Linked DNA regions of Ovis aries: region 2 is linked to region 1. A link is a contact called in public Hi-C data. All regions are on one chromosome and are shown on one strand. Each heading gives the region's core, a stretch centred on a gene start, on an enhancer-like site or on the middle of the called end of the contact. The rest is flanking DNA. Distances are from core to core; before and after follow the strand shown. Region 1 has its middle 40 kb from the start of MARCO. Region 2 holds the start of C2H2orf76 (chromosome 2 C2orf76 homolog).

What was found. A called contact is a pair of places that touch in the nucleus more often than the background predicts.
Region 2: a contact with region 1 is called in a Hi-C map of tail adipose tissue, with 4 times the contacts expected there. The contact joins the promoter of C2H2orf76 here to the enhancer-like site in region 1. A contact is called at or near these places in 4 of 16 Hi-C or Micro-C datasets (blood, hypothalamus, mesenteric adipose tissue and 1 more).

The regions. Positions count from the first base shown.
Region 1 is chr2:184,316,801-184,319,500 of ARS-UI_Ramb_v3.0, forward strand. No RefSeq gene overlaps it. Among named protein-coding and RNA genes, the nearest start is that of MARCO, 40 kb to the left of the region's middle. Within about 2 kb of position 1,426, at least 6 of the 54 cell types and tissues checked have an H3K27ac peak or open chromatin away from gene starts, as enhancers often do. A contact at or near this core is called in tail adipose tissue, where this site is marked.
Region 2 is chr2:184,767,083-184,769,782 of ARS-UI_Ramb_v3.0, forward strand. It overlaps C2H2orf76 (chromosome 2 C2orf76 homolog), which reads right to left and starts at 1,362. Exons shown (of 8, transcript XM_060411179.1): 1 at 1,242-1,362.

The DNA of each region.
Region 1 (2,700 bases), core at 176-2,675:
ATGCAGGTTTCCTTGACACTTCAGAATGGAAGAATGGAAGGTCAGGGAGGAAGGAGGCCCTGTCAGGGTTCTAAGATGTAATGCTTTACAAATGTAACTTGTCTGTCTTATCAACATCCTTATCTCTCAAAGCTTATTGCCCATTCCTTCTATCCTAACAAGTCCCCCACCTACCCACCCACAAGGAAAGTCAAGAGCAGGTCCAACCTGAAACAGAGAGGAGGGGTCATCTCTCCCATCTGAATCTCAAAGTGACTTCCTGAACCTCTTTAGAAACAGAAGAACCATGAAAGCAGAGTGGAAAGCAGAAACAGTTTTCTAGTTTTTTCCATTTAACTTATCAAAAGCCAAGCCTGGCTGACTTGGTCACAGTGTTTTAAGTCCAGGTGGTCTGAGCAGAGCAAGCAGGAAGGAAGGGTATTATGAAAGCCCCCTGCCCTTCCCTGGGGAAGGCGGGAAAGATGAGGAGACAGAAATAGAGGAGGGTTCTCCCTGCAGCATCAGGCCCAACTCTCCCATTTTCATCTCCTTTCCCACGATCTGCCTCCTCCAAGAGTGATGGACTGTGGGACTGGTTCCTACCTGGGGGACCCCTTGCATCACCCTTAGGGATGTGTGAGCATACATGCGCTCTTCTCTCTCTCTCTCTCTCTCTCTCACACACACACACACAATCTTTCCACAGGAACAAATAATAGTTTATAGGCAGAACTGAAAAAATCCTTACAGAGAATGGACCAACCTCCCCCGACCCCTCCCCTCCTCCAGCAAGAAAGCTGAAAGACATGGTTCAACACACCCAAAATTTCCCTCCCATGGCTTTGGTTTTCATCTCTTAGGTGTTGACCCCCCAATCTATACTTCCAGTGAAGACCTCTCTCCTGAGCTCTGGCTACATATATGTCAGCTGCCTCCACGCTAGCACCTCAAAGTTCGGCAGCTAAAACCTGCTCCCTCCATCCAGTGTTCAAGACAGAAACTGGGTGTCAGATGTCACGCCTCCACCAGGCACCAAGTATTTTACCTCCCAAAAGTCTCTCCAGTCCACTCAGGTCTCTCCATCGCTACTACCTTCACGGTCCAGGCCACTGCCCCGTGGCCTGGAGGCTTGGCGCTTCTAATCAGTCTCTTTCCTCCACCATGCTCCACCAACCACCTATCCGTTCTGCAGGCAGCGGCCCGACAGATCTTTAGAAATCATACAGCTCACTATGCCGCTCCATGCTTACATCTTTCAGTGGCTCCCCATTCCCTTAGGCAGTGGGGCAAACTCACCATCGTGACTTACAAGGCTGTGCCCCTGACAACCTCACAAAGTCTTCCTGCAGCCTTGATGTTTCATTTCCCCTCTGTTACATCCAGCCCTTTGTTCATTCAGTTTCTCTTACATAATGTCTCTTACACAACAAACTGGTGATAAATATTTTCTGACTGGCTCGCTGAAGGAATGCTAAACAGAGTACTTAGCTTTTCAACATTGGTATTGCTTCACAGTCTTTCCTCTGGCAAGAGACGTATCCTTGTTGTGCAGTGGTTCCTCAATAGGAAGATTTTCTCCAAAGGCAAATCTAGTCACTAGGCCTTTCACACTTTAGGAGATTAGCTTTTGAAACAAAATGGGGTCCAAGTTTTGCAAGGTGAATTGTAAATTTTAAGAGATCCTATCTTCCCACTCACTGTCTCAGCATCGCCACAAACAGGCTGTGAGCTCCAGCCCAGGTAATCAGGTGCACCGGTGTGATAAGCTGAGACCCTGCCACAAATTCCCCTTCCTCCCCCTACCCACAGTGACTGTGACCTAGTGATATTCAAATGCACCAATGAAATCCCCTCACACTGTTTGCTTGTGTACCCCATGCTGACCCCCCAGTGAAGACCCTTGTCCATGAGTCTTCACCCTCTCCTGGCTCCCCGGCTAAGTGGCTGACCCACTCCCTGGGGCCCCTCTCAACCTGTAGGGACTCTGTCTTGGTGAGTGTAATCCCTACAACTCTTCTGGGTCCCCTCTTGAGGCCACACCTGACCAACTATCCCATCGAAGAACACAGCACACCACAGCAGCACGATACAAGGGACACCATTCCCACCTAACAAGTATGCAAACTGAGTCTCTGCGAGGTTTGGCACTGCGGTATGTTGGCTCCAGTTCACCATCTTTCTATTGATAGCCTTTGCAACGTGACTGCTGCTCTTCTCAACAGGAAGCAGGGCTTTCACTATCTCTCTCGGAATTCCCACCATGATATGAAACTAACCCCGGCTAAACTTAATGGAGGAGGCATGTGAAGGAGTGTGAAGTGTGTGAAGCATGACCCAATTGCCCCCGCTGAGGTCATCATCCGTGAGTCAGCGTACAGTTGGCCACAGTCACGTTAGTGAGCCCAGCTGAGACTGGTCAAGCCTGGCCCACATCAGAAGACTAACCCATAAATCCGTAAGTAATCACAGATGGTTGTGGTTGAAAGCCACTAGGTTTAGGGGTGGTTTGTTATATAGCAATAATGGCCTAAGAGAACTACATGCAGCTAATAAGAAGTAGAGGGGGATTCACACAGCAGGAGAGTTGCTGCCTGCACGTCTGCCAAGTGGGTTCTCTGATTAGCTCTCCGGCTGAGCTAAGCTGAGGAAACCCCTTTGGAACCACAGTGACCACAGAACTTGGCCGCAGCATGTGGCATGCTGGTGCTGTGGCTGACTGGT
Region 2 (2,700 bases), core at 112-2,611, 450 kb after region 1:
ATAGAGATATACAAAATTAATCTAAATTCCTTCAAATATTGAAGTTATTAGGAGAAAGTTTATAATTTACAAAAGTTTCTAATCAGCAGCCATTGTCTCAGCTCTTACATATGCTAAAGTTTTGAGTTTTAATATAATTCATCTTAAATTATCTTAATACGCAATGGCTAGTATTTTTTTTTTAAATCACAACTGTCTTTGGATCTTCTAAAAGTGATTTGCAGTATTTTCACTATATTCTTATAAAAACTTGGTAATAACCTGGATATTATTATTTTAACATGTCTAGTTGCATTGTAATCCTGCAAAAGATGTTTCAATGACCTAATATTTACACATATCTAAGATGGCCACTGTGTTAAAATAAACTGTCAAGCATGGCTAGTATTTTTTTTAATACTTTTGTAAATTATAAACTTTCTCCTAATAACTTCAATATATGAAGGCATTTCGATTAATTTTGTATATCTCTATTTGAATGCTAAGTTAGAATGTCTATAATCTTATTTTTTAATAAGCTCCTTTCCCAAGCATCTTAATCTGGAAATGAGGTTAAGAAGTATATTAAGTATATTTTAGATAATTTGCATTCCTTTAAAGTCAGGAAATTAAAGTTATAGAAAATCCTGGTTTTTGCATACTTAAAATATTAAAGTAATGTAACACACTTCCTCTTTACTTTTTCAGTATTTTTTCAACTACTATTCCATTCTATCCGTATTGTCCGCACAGACCAGGAATTTAGTAAAGATCTTTGCACCAGGGACTGAATAGTTCAGTGCCCTGTGGACAAGGGGAGGCAAACACTCTCAGTCAGTAAGGAAAACAGACATATTTATAACTTTTCGAGGGCAAGTGAGCAAACAGTAACGGAAGAACGGGGATAACTGTAAACTCTCCCTTCTGCCCAGGGATCCTGCGTCTCCCAAGGCCGGTCCTGAGTCCTCCTCATCCCTCTCCCGAGGCTGCGGGGTCCCCAGCACCGCATCTCCCTCCACGACGATACATCTGTGCTGCTGCTGCTGCCGCTAAGTCGCTTCGGTCGTGTCCGACTCTGTGCGACCCCATAGACGGCGGCCCACCAGGCTGCCTCGTCCCTGGGATCCTCCAGGCAAGAACACTGGAGTGGGTGGCCATCCCCCACAAACCACCCTGCCCCTGACAGACATCTCGGCAGCACGACCTCCGTCCCAGCTTCCGCACCGGCGCCCGCTGCACAACCAGCCCCTTCACATGATCACCTCCTCAGACGCGCGGCGTAGCCGGAAGCGCTTTGCCGCCTCGGACGCGACGACGCCAGGCAACTGCCCCAGAGCCACCGCAGCGGGCCCTCCGTCTTCCTAAGGGAAAAATCCGCTCCTTGCCAAGGACGCCGGAGAGGTGCGCATGCGCCCGTGCAGAGGCCAGGAAGGTTCTGGCTCCACCTGCCGGCCACTAAGGGCCGAGCAGGACGCTCGGGGTCAATAGTCGGAGGACATGCGCCCCCTCCTGGCCGGGATGCAAAGCCATTCAATGTACTAGTGCCTCAGCCTCTGCTGATGAAGCTGCTGCCCTGCTCCAGCCATGCCTGCTTTCCTGCCTGGGACATGCCTCATTCTTTGGAGCCACCGCCTGAAGAATAAGAGAGTCATCAGTGTTTTAAGCCACTGGAAAGTAAAACCTATTCTCTCCCTAGAAAAGAGATGCCCATTTCTACCATCACATTCTTTGCTGGATCGTCAACCTATTAAGATACATAGTACTGCAACTCTGATTGGAATAAAATCCTCCGTGATTAACTACGATGCAGTCTTGATCATGATCACAAATAACTGAAGCAGAAGATAAAAGTGGAAAACTCTGGACTTGTCTCAATTTGGAAACTGAGAGCCAGAGGTGACTCTAATAAAGCGATAACTATCTGAAGCTCTGGGAAACAGTTGTCATGCCTTGGAGCTTGCTAGGAAGGGGCTCAAACTGTGTTTTTCTCTCATTTAACAATTTCTCTCAAAATGCAAAGAAATAAGGAAGAACATTGTGCTCATGACCCTCTATTCAATTGTATTATTACGTATAAGAAAGTAATTTGCATTCATACCAGCTATAAAATATCTGGAAACAACATAATAATCATAGATTTTAAATATGATACATCTTGAGAATTCCCTGGCTGTCCAGTGGTTAGGATTTGACTCTTTCACTGTCGAGGGGCCAAGTTCAATCCCTGGTCAGGGAACTAAGATGCTGCCAGCCAAAAAATATGTGTTCATATATAACACATCTTGAATATCCAAAAACTGGATGGAAAGTGACCAACCCTCTAGGGAGCCCCCAGCTTCCTCCTTGGGGGTCTTTTCCTCCACTTGTTTCAACTCCCACAGCAAACCCTGCTCTCAAGATAGGAACTGGGGAGCCCACTCAGACTGGATCCGGGAGCTGTGATGGTCTGCTATGGAAAATAGACATTGACCTGCTTCCCTCCTGCTGTGGATGGGTTACCTTATGCCAGGAGGAGGGCTGAGGCCACACACAGCCCAAGCTGATGACTCGCCTGAGAGACCCAGAGCAAGGGGACTAGCACAGTGTACCTATATGAAGCCCGGGACTGCCCTATCTGGGTTATGTGTCCACTCATCAGGCCATCACTGTTGCTGCCCCGGACCGTGTACCTATTGTCATAGCCAAGGTGTGCGATTCTGAGATCCTGGCTTCAGTGGGATG